Regions from separate parts of the Zea mays genome. Here all the other regions are linked to region 4. Evidence: chromatin contacts called from public Hi-C data. All regions are on one chromosome and are shown on one strand. Each heading gives the region's core, a stretch centred on a gene start, on an enhancer-like site or on the middle of the called end of the contact. The rest is flanking DNA. Distances are from core to core; before and after follow the strand shown. Region 1 holds the start of LOC100272373 (Serine carboxypeptidase-like 46). Region 2 holds the start of LOC103646546 (protein LAX PANICLE 2). Region 3 holds the start of LOC100502219. Region 4 holds the start of LOC100277645.

Region 1 (3,534 bases), core at 500-2,999, 460 kb after region 4:
ACGCGAATGCGATGATGACGTGGCCAGCAGATCCAATAGCGGTTACTTTCGTATGCGCGCCCGGCTGCCCGAAGACATGGCCCACCGGCAGTCCGTGAAAAAAAAACTGGGCCCGCACCGTACGCAGCACGCCTGACAGACGCTACGGCTACACACACACCGATCAAACCAGATCAACCACACAACAAACCGTATGGCCTCTTTATACCATGGTCTTAAAAGGACCTTTACGGTGGTAATACATGTACAGGTACTCCCTGTTTTTTATTTTTGCGGTCCTAGCGTGAATTCCCTTTCGCAAAGATAGTTTTGCCAACGGCCTTAGTAAAATATAAAGTTCTTTTAAAAAACAGTTTGCAAAAAAAAAAGACACGAAAAGATATGTTCAGTATGTAGTATGGACCTTCGTGCCCACCTCTTCTTTACACCATGTCTGGTACGTCGGTCCAACACGATCTGGTAAGCCGAGATCTAACTTTTAGCGTGACACGCAATATTGTTTTTGAGGCCATGCTATCAAGTATCAAAGTCGTGGCACATATCATACTCATGCAGTACACTTGTGTACATGACTGAAGTTGGTAAAAACAAATCTACTTAGGTCCCCTTTGGCAGGGCTCCTACTATTCTCAAAACAGGTTCGGCTATGGCTCCTCTGGCTTCTTGGCTTCTCTAGAAGAGTCAGAGCCGTTTTGCAATTCATTTGATAAAACAGCTTCTGACGAGGAGACGGTGGCAGAGGCTGTAATTTCGTAAAATATTATTGTGTGCCGGATAGAAGGAGCCGGCAGAAGCTTATTTTCTCGTGCTTCGGCTTCTAATAGCAAAAACGGCTCTGGCTCTTTGATGGCTCTCGGTGAGGAGCCGTTTTTTTTAAGACCGTTTGGTATGGCTTCACGAAGAGCCAGAAAAGGAGCCACCGAGAGAGCCCTGAGCGTTAGGTAATAGATCGAGATTATGATATAATAAACCATGGCCTGCTTAACGGTTTCTAGACATCTTGTCAAATGCCTTTTGCATTAAAATGGTGTTTCCATATGTGTTTCCTAAGGTTTACAAGCTTCGCCCCCAAATTTTTTTCTCTCTTTTTTTTAAAAAAGATCTTGTAGGAGTGTTTTCTCTGCTTCCTCTGTTTCAAATAAGCTTATTTGACGTCTACGGAAATGCAGTGACAAGTGCATGGAAACCTGAAACATTGCCCCTGGCGTGCACCCACCATGGTATGCCAAGATCAGGTCGCTGTTTACTGCAATGAGGCAATGAGCAAGAGGTAAAAAAACACAGCAAGCCTGCCGGAATCTATGAAACAGATTAGTGCACAACGAACACTAAACTACACACCATGTTGCCACTAAAAACAAATATAATAAGGTGTCGTAGGTGGACTGTAAAAGATGTTATGTCAGATTTATGTGACGCGGAAGGAAGAGAAACATAGAGAGAAGAAAATCGGGTTGTTCACGGGTAGCTAGTTGAAAGCGGATTGTTTACGGACTCAAGACAATTTACGATAGAAAAAATGGTAGACACATTATTGAATATAAATATTATAACATTAAAGGGTTATTATATCAGTATATATTTTTAGTTAGCTATATACGAAATGACAATATCATAGATTCCACTGTTAGCTATAATTACTCGTATTAAACTCTGAACGAAGATAACTTAAGCAAGCATGTCCACCCACTTCACCACCTACACATATCAGACCTATTTATTGCCATGTACTGTATCGGTTTCACTCTCACCGCCCTGTGCCTGCAGCTGCACCCTGCAGCGCTCACTCGCTCACTGACTCACTCCCCTCCCCTGGCCTCCTCCTCCTCCTCCTCTCTCTCTCTCCACTATCTCCCACAGCCGAACCAACATGCAGGGGCGCAGCAGGGACGCCGCCACCATTGCTGCAGCGGTGGCGTGCGCAGCTGTGCTGCTCCTCGGCGACGCCTGGAGCGTCTCGGCGCAGGCGGCGGCGGAGGAGGACAAGATAAGCGCCCTGCCGGGGCAGCCGCCGGTGGGCTTCGCACAGTACTCCGGTTACATCCCGGTGGACGCCGCGGGGAAGCGCTCCCTCTTCTACTACTTCGCCGAGGCGGAGGCGGATCCGGCGGCCAAGCCGCTCGTGCTCTGGCTCAATGGAGGTAAACTTCCACCTTGATTGTCGGCACAGCATACCTTTTGTCACTGCGCTGTGCATGCTGCTGCAGCATTATTGCCTGCTGCCTGTGTGGCTGTGCTGTGGATGGGGATGAAGGAGAAGGGGGGAGAATCCATGAAATAGCACTTGTTTGAGACGACGTTCACGAAATAGCATCCGATTTCAAGAAATTCATAGAATAGCACTTGTTTTACCAAATTAATTCAGAAAACAACACTCTATCTATATTTTGCATTCTTTTATTGCTTACCTCACATACAAATGGACCAAATTACCCCTATTTATCACAAACTTCTTTTTTATCTCTTATGTCCATAAGAACAACATAAATAAATAAAATATATAACTTCTATTTTTATAGTGTTTAATGGACCAAATATGTCTAATTTTAAAAGTTCGACGACCGAAGATACCTGGTTCTAAATTTAATAGTTAAATATAGACTTCTTCGTTCATAAAACATATGTGTCTATTTGTATGTTTAACACTATAAAAATAGAGGTTATATATTTTATTTATTTATGTTGTTCTTATGGACATAAGAGATAAAAAAAGAAGTTTGTGATAAATAGGGGTAATTTGGTCCATTTGTATGTGAGGTAAGCAATAAAAGAATGCAAAATATAGATAGAGTGTTGTTTTCTGAATTAATTTGGTAAAACAAGTGCTATTCTATGAATTACTTGAAATCGGATGCTATTTCGTGAACGCCGTCTCAAACAAGTGCTATTTCATGGATTCTCCCAGGAGAAGGGGGGAGAGCTCAGGTTTCAGTGCAAGTGCACCTGTGACCAAGTATTTTGTCTTGTTCAGTCCCTACTCCCAAAACAAACATTATAAAAAGGTCTAAATTTTTTTTCCCATAGTAACAGACATAAATAGAGAGCTAAAAGTGGGCTCGTGATTTAAAATTTTAAGAAACTATTCCAGTTGGACTTGTGAAAAATAAGAACATTTGCAAAATAGGAAAGCAAAAAAGGCTCCATAAACATCTTTAGTTCTTTATAGTGAGGCCGTGTAGGATGACTGGATGAGATCATCAGATTCCCTCTAGGATTCTTATCAGGATGACCTCCTTGTCCCCCTACTGTCCCTCTCTTTGTTTTGTTTTGTGTTCTGCTACCAACGCAATGTTTTGTTTGTTTTTCTTGGAGAGAGATTATGCTGAATGGTTCCCACATGCATGTGAGTGTAGGGCCTGGGTGCTCATCCGTGGGAGTGGGGGCGTTCTCAGAGAATGGGCCGTTCAGGCCTAGCGGCAATGCGCTAACGAGGAACGAGTACAGCTGGAACAAAGGTGAGCGTTTCTTCTTGTATGTTGCGGTAGCTATACCAAATGGTGTACGTGTACTACTACAATGGCTGGTGCAAAAAAA
Region 2 (3,365 bases), core at 475-2,974, 480 kb after region 4:
GCCGGACCGTCACCCTCGCGTCCCTACAAGAACATCACAATAAGGTCGATTAGTTATATTAGTACAAAGAATAATGAAAGAAATACATGCAGCTGCAGCGTATGATTTTTTTTTCTTTTTCAAATTTGTGACGCATGAACGACGAAGGGACGATAGAGCATTGACGAAACGTACACTAATCCAAATGCAGGCGGATGCCATGCTAGCTCTCGACTGATGCATCGAATGGATTTCAGATTAATTAAAGAACGGTACGTATGAGATGGGAAAATATAAATAGTACTTGATCCGTAGGTAGCTTCTCGGAATCTGAGGCAAGAATGGCTCCCTCCCCCTGCACGAACCAAACCAAAAGGAAAAAAATAAAAAAACCAGCAATGTTCCAAGTTAAATTTTGAGGGTGGGGAAAGAGCGAGTGAAAGAGGATAAATAATCGAGTTCAAAACAACGCCCAAAAGTAACAAGCGATTCAACGAAAAAATAAATGCTCGAGAACGCGCCACATTCTGCAGGGATTCATGGGATCCATCCACCGACGGTGGTGTCCGGAGGGATCGAGAGGGAGGAGAGAGGTGATATAGATGAACACAACAGCGCACATGAAATGCTCGCATGGTTGGTTACTACTAGTGCAACACTCACTGGTGCGGCGCGGCCTGGAGCGCGAACCAGACGCCGGCGACGGCCGACGGCGGCAGGACCACCCTGATGGCGTCGAGCCCGGAGGCGGCGCCGGGCGTGTAGAACGCGCGGTTCCCGAAGGGGACCAGCGGCGGCGCCACCGCGGAGGGGCTCCACGGCGGCAGCCAAGGAGGTCCCGCGCGCGGCACGGGCAGGGTTATCGACGCCTGCGGAATGCCGGGCGCGGCCTGGTGCAGGAATGGTCCCGGTGCCACGCCCATGCCCGGCCGTAGCGCCTCCGATGCCGTCCGCGTCTGCGGCTGCGACGACAGCAGCAACGGCGGCCCCGCCGCGCGGTCTGCGAAGACTAGGCCGGGCTGCGTTCCGCCGGCGCTGGGGGACGCCGGGGAGAGGCCGAGCCGGAGCCAGTCCCCGGCCCCGCCGTTGCTGCTGCTCCCGCTGCTGCCCGCGGCCTCCTGGTGGTGGACGCCGGCGGGTTGGAGCGGCCGCAGCGTCCGCTGCTGCTGCTCCCCGTAGGCGTGGGCGTGGCGGCGCGTGTCTTGGTCCGCCTGCCTCTCCTGCGGCGGCGGCGGAGGCTTGGTCGGCTCGCTGTGGTGCTTGTCGATGGGCTCCTGTGCCATGGGCGCCGTCGGCGTCACGCCGAGGCCTGCGGCGGCGGCGCAGGGCGTGGCATGTGCGTCGCGGGCGAGCGGCTGCAGGTTCCGAGCCGGGACCATCCGGGCTGCCGCCGGCTCATTCCATCCGCCCGGCCGACCCGGCTCGGCCGCCGCGCGCCTCGCTAGCTCCTGTGCACTCGCTCCTTTTTGGCGGTCCTTCCTTGCTGGGGGCGACCGGAGGCGGCTGACCGCGCGCGGACGCGACGACCGCTCGTGTGGATGTGGACTACAACAGGAGATGAGATGCGAGGGGAGAGAGAGAGAGCGAGCTGGAGAGAGGGGAGGAGCGGAAGAAGTTGCTAGAGGTGGAAGAGTGGAGGGAGCAGTAGCAGCATGGCACGGGGCAGCAAGGAGAGGAGGAGAGATGTTAGAGAGAGAAGACCTCGGAGGCGAGCACATATAGCTTCGACGCGGCAAGAGAGAGAGAAGGAGGGGAGAGCAGGATTTACTTTTGGGCCCCCCACCCCTGCGGGGACAAAAGGAACGGCAGGGGCCGTGCGTCCGAAGCCCAGAGCGCTGCAACGCAAAACCACCGTTCCTCAGGGTGTTTTTTGGAAGACGTGGAGGCCCGCGGGCTGGGGGGCTTACGTGGTAACACCATGATGTAGCCGCCCCGCCCGCGACCGGCGTTGCTTTCCCGGGTCGCGTCGTCTCCGGCGAGCCGCCCTGCGCTGCGCTGGTCGTACGGGACTTGTGCTTCCTTGCCTTGCTGGCTTTCGGCACGGCCAGCGGCGTGCGTGGCCGGCCGGAGCGCCGCTGCGGCGACGTGGCGGCGCTTCTGCAAATCCAACCACGACACGCTATTGCTGGACAAAAAATGTGTCTGCAAAGGAACAAACCTGTTTGGTTGTATTGAAGTGCCAAAAATTACTATAATTTTCTGTCACACTTACGTAAGATTAAGCACTCAAATTCTACATCACAACTGTAACATATCTAAGAAAATCTATCACACTTTTACAAGTTATTGATAAGTGAGACCTACACAACATTAGAAGGATTGGAGGAACAAATTAAAACAACGGTTGGAAGATGGCACACTAGGATTGAAAACGATTCGGTTACTGGAAAATTTTTCAGAATTTTACTAAAATTTAAGGCTAAACAAAAATGATTACTGAAAATATAGAAACGAAATCGGTAGAAAAAATTGAAAACAAAAACAATCTGTATCTCTTCCTATCGTTTTTCAAAAATTACCATGTTTATTGGATATTTTACCATGGAACCTAATGCTTAGAATAATATTAAATCTTTGTAAATTGATAATAAATATTGGTCTTAACTTAAAAAAATTGAAACTAATGTTATTAATTTTCTAAATCAAGATCTATCTAATGCTATATTGTTTATAGTTGTTTGAAACTTTTATAGATCTTATTTATAGTTTCTTTCTAATTCTTAATCTTGATACATATATTCATAATTTACACGAGGGCCTGAAAGATAAGGATGATACCCATTATGTTGACTTTCTAGCTATATGTATGTGTTTGTCACTTGTATTTCTGAGATATTGCTTTAATGTTTTGTGAGATATGCTTTAATATTCATGAATTTGTAAATATTTATATATTATTACTAATTTTTATGTGAATGTAAGACTTGTATGAATTTTTGAAGTCAATTAAGAGTACATGTTATGATTTTTACTGGTTATCGAACTTTCATTTTTGATGTTTCTGAATTATTGATGTCGTTTCCGTTTCCGGAGTTATTGTTTTCTATTTTATTTCCAAAAATATAAAAACTGTAATAATTTTCGTGTTTACCTTCATTTTCTCCCCTAACCATTAGGTCGCTACAATCTTGACAACGACAAATCCCCTGATTTTTAGGTTATATCATTAGTTTGGTATGGTTTTAATTTCTTTTCGGAACATTCTAGTTTTGCGAAAAAATCATTAATTTGTGGAGATTGGTAGGGACGACTTTCAAAAAACAGCTAAATCATGAAGTTTTCACAATGACAATTTGAATTCTAGTTTTTTGGGTTGGTGATTGTATTTTCCATCTAGAATCTTCAGCAAATATTTTAGCGCGTGCAAAAAAAAAAAGTTTCGTTCC
Region 3 (3,641 bases), core at 803-3,302, 270 kb after region 4:
CCGGACCGTCCAGATGGTGTTCAACGGTTCTATTATAAGGCATGAGCATGTTTGCTAGTAGTTTTGAAGCAAAGATAACGAAAAGAAGAAATCCGACTCTGTGAATAGCTGCGGAGGTTAAAATGATATCTTTCGCAAATTTTCGCCTAACCAGACTGAAATAATTTTTTGCACCCTGCACAAACTGAGACAATTGCCATTATGAAACAACAGACAAGCGGTTTCGACAAATTGGAGGCGTTGCCGATGGCTTCTATGTTTTGAAGACGCAGGCAACAGGCAAACTCCAAAATGGATACGAAACAGTCAATAGGAGCTGAGCAAACAGAGATTAGTCTCCTTTCGCCATTACCGTCGCCATGCTCACACGCCGTCTGCGTCGTATTCTTCTCTCCGTCGGGAGCTTGTGTGGGAAAGGGCGCATGAGGTACGGCGGCAGCAAGGCCGTGGCGTCCGCGGTGGAGCGCAGGGAGGACGGCGGGGAGAAGATGTGGTCGAAGCGGGTGCGGAGCGACGCGGCGGGCCCCCCGACCCTGACGCCAGCGCCGAAGGGCGGGGACGGGATGCCCGTGAACTCCTGCACCATGGCGCGGAAGTTGGAGGTGTCGGTAGTGAGCACCGTCGTGGGCGCCCGCCGCGACGCGCGCGTCCGCTTCCGTGACCCCCTCGGTGGCTGCGCGAGCGCGCCCTGCCCCGGCGCCGCCGCCGCCACCGTCGCGTCACCAGCCTTGTGGCGCCCGCCCGAGCCCGAGTCGGGTTGCGCGACGAGCGGGGACGAGGAGGAGGATAGCCACGGTCGCAAACCCCGATCCCGGCAAGAGTCAGCACGGACCTGACCATCGGAGGCGCGCCGGCGGCGGCGCGCGACGACGACGACTTCCCGTGCGCTCCTCCATCCACGGGTGCCAACAGGCAGAAGCCCGACGCCGAGCCGGCGGGGCTAGTGCTCTTCGGACGCACGATACTAACCGAGCAGCAGATGAACCGCAGCGGCGCAACCTCCCCAGCGGCGACCGGCAACAGCTCCACGTGCTGGAACGCCGAGAAGGGGCCCAACGCCTCGGAGGGCTCGGGGGGATCCGGCGTCATCCAGACCAGCCCGACCAAGGCCGCGTCGTCGGAGCGGCCGCCGTGGCTCGGGGGCGACGGCAGCCAGCAGCAGCAGGACTCCGCCGAGCTCGAGCTCGGCGGGCTGGAGCCCGGGCAGTGCAAGGTGTTCGTGGAGTCGGACACGGTGGGCCGCAACCTCGATCTCGCGGCGATGAACCCGTTGCCGTCGCGGTCGAAGATGTCGAAGAGCTTGCGGAGCTGGTCCTCGGAGTAAGGGGACCGGTCTTGGAGGAGGTCGGGGGCCACGAGCGCCACAAACTCGGAGAACTCGATGAGGCCGTTGGAGTTGGTGTCGGCACGGGTGATGAGCGCGTCGAGCTGGTCGGCGCTGGGCGTCAGGCCCAGGGACCGGAGCAAGGAGCCCAGCTCCGGCTGCGTCAGGCTGCCGTCGGCGTTGCGGTCGAAGGACCGGAAGATCTCCTGCAGCTCCGCCAGCTGGTCGTCGTCCAGCCGCGACTGATGCTGCTGCGATGCCTGGGTGATTGTCTCGGTCACGGAGCTGCCGCCCCGTCTGATGCTTGCCATGTCCGGCGACGGGGCAGCCAGACGCAGAGGAGACGCAAGAGCTGTCCGCGGAGCGGCGCAAGAGTTGTCCGCGGCGCAAAAGCTGTCCGCGACGGAGAGAAGAATACGACGCAGACGGCGTGTGAGCACGGCGACGGTAATGGCGAAAGGAGACTAATCTCTGTTTGCTCAGCTCCTATTGACTGTCTCGTATCTATTTTGGAGTTTGCCTGTTGCCTGCGTCTCCAAAACAGAGAAGCCATCGGCAACACCTCCAATTTGTCGAAACCGCTTGTCTGTTGTTTCATAACGGCAATTGTCTCGCACAAACTAGGGCCGTCGTTGGGCTAAGTGGGCTGTTACACGCGGGCAAAGACAAGAAAGAGAAAAAGCCCATGTTGGGAGGGGGTAACGTGCGACCCACTCCACCGATGCAGCGCAATAGCGCAAGCTCTCGCCGCCTTCCTCCTCTCCTTATCCTCCTGACCTCCTCTGACCTCTGCCCCCCCCTCCATTCCCATTTCCCACGCGGCAGGCAGCTAGCCCTACCTCTGGTCTCCTCTGCCACCTCCTCCCCTGCCACCTCCTCCCCTGCCTAGGGTGCGCCTTCCTCGCCGGACGCCGGCGCAGGGTCGGGACGCTTCCGCTGCCGCGCGTTCCACGACCCCTCTCTGGGAGACGAAACTCGGCGCCGTAATCTCCCCGTTCCCATTTCCCCGTCCGAATTTGTGAAGGGTGTCTGTCGGCGCGTCGTGGTTGGGAGTGAGGGCTTGTTGGATGTAATTGGTCCCACCGTCTCATTCCCTGGCTGACCCGCGCGGCGAAAACGCGGGTGCTTTCCTAGTGGGTAGCGCGGATGGCTGCTGTGGCGTCGCTTAGGCTAGATGTTGCCCACTGGAGGATGGTCCACTGATACGATTTAGAGCGCGTCTTGTGGCCTCAACCAGCAACCATATCTCTCGTCTCTGTTTCGTTGAACGGCGGTTATTTTTTTTTGGTGTGTGTGTGTGTGGTGGGGGGGTCGATGTGTGATTCTGTTTAGAGGAAATATGATCTGTTCGAGACATGTAAGCGTGTACGCCTGTGTCGGCACACAGAGGCTGTAGAGTCGTTTAGACGAAATATGATCTGTTCGAGACATGTAGTCGTTTCAGTATGGGGTTGTCATTTTTGTGATATTTACAGTTTTACTTTTCCTTTTGCAAATTTGCAGGGCTTGGTAGATACAGACCTGGGATTGCCTTTTCCTAGTTCAGCATGGAGGGCACTCTAGTTCAGTCTGCGGTTGTTCCAACCGTTTACAGAAGCAGCTCAGGTCGGTTCCGTGTGCGTGCAAGGGCCAGAACCAATGCTACAATGGTGCGAAATATGCCAACAAGGACTCTTACTCTTGGTGGTTTCCAAGGATTGCGTCAGACAAACTTTTTAGACACGAGGTCCGTGATCAAGCGTGACTTTGGATCGATCGTGGCAAGTCAGATTGCAAGACCGCGTGGATCAGCCTCAAGAGGGGTGGTTCGTGCCATGTTTGAGCGCTTCACTGAGAAAGCAATCAAGGTGATTATGCTTGCACAGGAGGAGGCAAGGCGCCTGGGACATAACTTTGTTGGGACAGAGCAGATTTTGCTGGGGCTTATTGGTGAGGGCACGGGTATTGCGGCGAAGGTTCTGAAGTCTATGGGAATCAATCTTAAGGATGCCCGAGTTGAAGTCGAGAAGATAATTGGACGTGGCAGTGGGTTTGTGGCTGTTGAAATCCCATTCACACCTCGTGCAAAACGTGTATTGGAATTGTCCCTTGAAGAAGCTCGTCAACTTGGTATTATCTTCACCTATCTGCACAGTTAGTTCATTCTGTGTTATTAGGTTTGTTTGGTTAATGTCTTCACCTATAGTTTTATCTGAATACTTTCTGTGGGCTTTGTTAGCACACCTTAATTTTAACAAATCAGTATAAATTCTAGTATTTTTAATTCCTGGTTGGCGTTGTGTTCTTCTTCACCATTTTTTACTGGACATGCAAAATG
Region 4 (3,359 bases), core at 246-2,745:
TTGTGGCAATGCAAAAAAAAAAAAAAAATCTCCGCAAGAGGTCTAAGATACAAGATCTATGTGCTCAACAGTTGCTTTCTACCAGGATATATTGGGTCACTCCAACAGTATGAATGTATGATTTGTGAAGCTTGCACTTAGCAGACATAATGTGGGGCGACCTTCGATAAGTTTTGACGTCACTGAACTTCAACTCTACTAGGTTGAGAAAAACAACCCCCTTTCCCTAAAAGCTATCATATAAGGGAATGAGATGAAAAAGACAGCTTCAGCATATCTCCTTTCTCAATCCCCTTTCCAGCTTTTCCTAATTTTTTTCTCAATCCCTCAAATAGATGGGAGCAAGCAGCATTTTTCTTCATCCCCTTTCCTTCCCCCTTTTGTGGGCTCACACTGGCCATTCTTGCCATCGCCACGTTGGGCAAGCGCGCACAGGCAACTGCCATGCTGCCACGGGCATGCGCGTAGGCCATGCTGGGATGTAGACAAACTTAGAAGAATGTGACTAAGAATGTAGACAAACTTAGAAGAATGTGACTACTGACTACTAACTCTTTGGTTGTAGTATCAAAACCCAGTGGACTATTGTTATAAGGAATTACTATCCTGTCGGTTTATCTCCACAAAAAAATGGGATGATGAGCTCTAACACAAGTATGACAACCTTTACAAATCAAAGCCTGATGGAGATCAAAAGTTGCAGGCACCCATAATTGGTCATTCGTGTTTTCTCCAGCACCAAGCATATATTCTACTAAACGCGTGCTAACTTAATGTAACTGAATCGCTCGTCTTTCAGCACATTTCTTCGTTTCAAGAACCATACTGTGCAAAATACTGAAACTAGTTCCTGTCTACTCCAAGCACTTGATTTCCCACAGAAACCAATTTTATTGGAGCAGTCAACTTGGCAACTCACAGGTGGAGATAAATTGTACTCGTAAGAGGTTCAGAATAGGATAGCACTTTGCAACCAATCAAAGAGAAATAACGTGCACAAGCGGTTACTGGTTACAGAAGGATAGGGTGCTGGGTGAAGGACCTGCGCTCTTGAACGCCAAGTCGGCGATGCAGGAAACAACGGGGTCGGCGACCGTCATTCCGGCCTTCTTTCCTGCGCAGATGCCGCATGCCAAGACGATGAACTTTTTTCCGGGCTCTTCAACTCCCAATAACGAAGGGAGGCGCGAGAGGATGCTACCATACCTTCGGCGGTGGCGATGCTGATGACGGCGAGGCGGAATCGGTCGCGGAGGATGTCGGCCTCGGCTTCGGCGGCCTCGTACCGCTCCACCTCAGCCTCGGCCTCGGCGGCTTCGTTGCGCTCGGCCTCGCCGCCGCTGTCGCCGGCGAGCGTCTCCATATCCATGTCTAGGTCGAGGTCCAGGTCCGGGTCCATGGTCCAGCCGCGGAGCTTCCACGAGACACACGAGCAGCAGCGAAGGCGGCTGGAGCGGTGTTTGCCGTTGTGGCGAACAGGAGAAATTTGCGATGGTGCCATTCTCAATGTTGGTAATATGTTATTATGTCTCTCGTGTCTATGATTGATGATGAGAATATATCTATCTATAATTTATGTATTCGATGGCATGCTACGAAATCCATAAATCATAATAACAAAATTGACAAATGTCTCGGCGAACAGACAGCGAGCCACGAGCCACGGCGAGATGGCAGGCAGCGTTTCTCATGGCACGGGCTGCTTCGTCCTCGTGTTTGGTCTGGGCCGCACATTGGGCTAAGAGATGGGGCCTTTGAAAGAAAGAAAAAAAAACCCAGATAGCACCGGAGCTCCTTTCTTTGCCATTTGTACTGGGCCACTCCTTTTCAGGACTAGAGCAACCTTTATAAACAAAAAACTCTTAACCATTTTAATTATGTAAGAAAATGTATTCGAATAAACTTTGAGTGTATTTTTTCACATTGTTGTATAACATAAGCCGAGTCCATGAAAAGTTCTTCCGAAGTCTCAAATTGGCTGGGTGTGCAGTGCGCTGTGCGCATATACACGTAGTTGTTCCCAACCGTTACCGTTTCGATAAAAAATATGCATCTTTGGATTGGACCCAGAGAGGGAGATTTAGTCAAAACCGCTCCTACTGGATACTTCCCTTTTCGCCTTTCATGGGAAGGGAATAACTTGAATTTTTTTTAAAAAAAAGAGAAATAAAGAAATAAAACACAATATATCACGCATCATCGTAATCTTAGTTAGTTATACTAATTATCCAAAATAAAGGGCGACAGAGAATCATGCAATAATAAACTAAAGAAGGCCACTATATGTGATATTCTTTGAGGCCTTTGCTTTACCTGTAGGCCTCAGGTGTACCCATCATTATCTATAGAACAAATCATCATCTCATCTGAATATTGGGAGGGACAGGGGGGCTTTTTTTCTATTTATATTTGCATATATCTTGCCATTTCCAAGTGATACCAGTAGTTAAGTCGAATTTGTTAGTGATCTACGGCTAATTTAAGCAAGCGAGCGTATGCTCAACAGCACCGGCGATGCATAATGTTGTCATTATATTAGCCATGCATAGTATAGATGGCCAAATGGGCCGTGCCTAACGGGCCGGCCCGAAGCACGGCCCGTTTAATAGTGCCGGGCCTGGCCCGGTACGAGAACCGTACCGTGCTTGAGCCGCTGTCTCGGCCCGCAGTGCCGGCCCGGCCCGGCACGATTATATATTTTTTATTTTATAAAACATAGTATATATATATTTACATTTTATATTAGCTATTTACAACAAACGCACTCGAGTTATACTGGTTAGTTTCCTTCAGTTAAGCGTTTCAGCCTCATAGAGTGAGATCGCGGGTTCAAATCCTCACAAAAACGCAGTTTTTTTGCTATTTCCTTGAATTAATGGGAGAACGTGACCCGTTAAACGGGCCGGCCCGGCACGACCACCAGGCCGGCCGGGCACGGCCCGATTAACCGTCGGGCCTGACGGGCCCGTGCCGGGCCGGGCCGCCCGTTTGGGTATCTCTAATGCATAGCTCGTTTTATGGGGCATGGGCATCAGCAAGCCATCATCCTTACGCAAGGCATAGGAGCGGCGTCATGTCATCGTCAGTCAGAGGAGAGGAGAGGAGAGGAGAGGATCATGCATATGGAGGATAAATATATAGGAGAGCAGCTAGCATGGTCCACAATCTCATAGTTAGTGGTGGCGTGGAGCGTGGAAGCACACATATATACATGATACATGTACATACACAGGTGGTGGGTAGGGCTAGCTCATCATCCATCGTGTTCGTTCTTGCATTTGAATTGAAAGGGAAAACAACTTTTTTTTTTAAAAAAAAACCCCGCATAGGGATACATGCATGCGTGCCCAATGGATGCC

Evidence for each region. A called contact is a pair of places that touch in the nucleus more often than the background predicts.
Region 1: a contact with region 4 is called in a Hi-C map of ear, with 4 times the contacts expected there. The contact joins the promoter of LOC100272373 here to the promoter of LOC100277645 in region 4. A contact is called at or near these places in 3 of 25 Hi-C or Micro-C datasets (bundle sheath, ear and tassel).
Region 2: a contact with region 4 is called in a Hi-C map of leaf mesophyll, with 2.9 times the contacts expected there. The contact joins the promoter of LOC103646546 here to the promoter of LOC100277645 in region 4. A contact is called at or near these places in 2 of 25 Hi-C or Micro-C datasets (bundle sheath and leaf mesophyll).
Region 3: a contact with region 4 is called in a Hi-C map of ear, with 4 times the contacts expected there. The contact joins the promoter of LOC100502219 here to the promoter of LOC100277645 in region 4. A contact is called at or near these places in 5 of 25 Hi-C or Micro-C datasets (bundle sheath, ear, leaf and 1 more).

What each region holds. Positions count from the first base shown.
Region 1 is chr2:66,214,669-66,218,202 of Zm-B73-REFERENCE-NAM-5.0, forward strand. LOC100272373 (Serine carboxypeptidase-like 46) reads left to right here and starts at 1,750. Exons shown (of 8, transcript NM_001156555.2): 1 at 1,750-2,141; 2 at 3,354-3,455. The coding sequence starts at 1,871.
Region 2 is chr2:66,235,260-66,238,624 of Zm-B73-REFERENCE-NAM-5.0, forward strand. It overlaps LOC103646546 (protein LAX PANICLE 2), which reads right to left and starts at 1,725. Exons shown (of 4, transcript XM_008671270.4): 1 at 643-1,725; 2 at 284-334; 3 at 1-23. The coding sequence starts at 1,697.
Region 3 is chr2:66,023,578-66,027,218 of Zm-B73-REFERENCE-NAM-5.0, forward strand. LOC100502219 reads left to right here and starts at 2,053. Exons shown (of 10, transcript NM_001363235.1): 1 at 2,053-2,307; 2 at 2,828-3,433. The coding sequence starts at 2,872.
Region 4 is chr2:65,758,154-65,761,512 of Zm-B73-REFERENCE-NAM-5.0, forward strand. It overlaps LOC100277645, which reads right to left and starts at 1,496. Exons shown (of 4, transcript NM_001374032.1): 1 at 1,207-1,496; 2 at 1,043-1,114. The coding sequence starts at 1,399.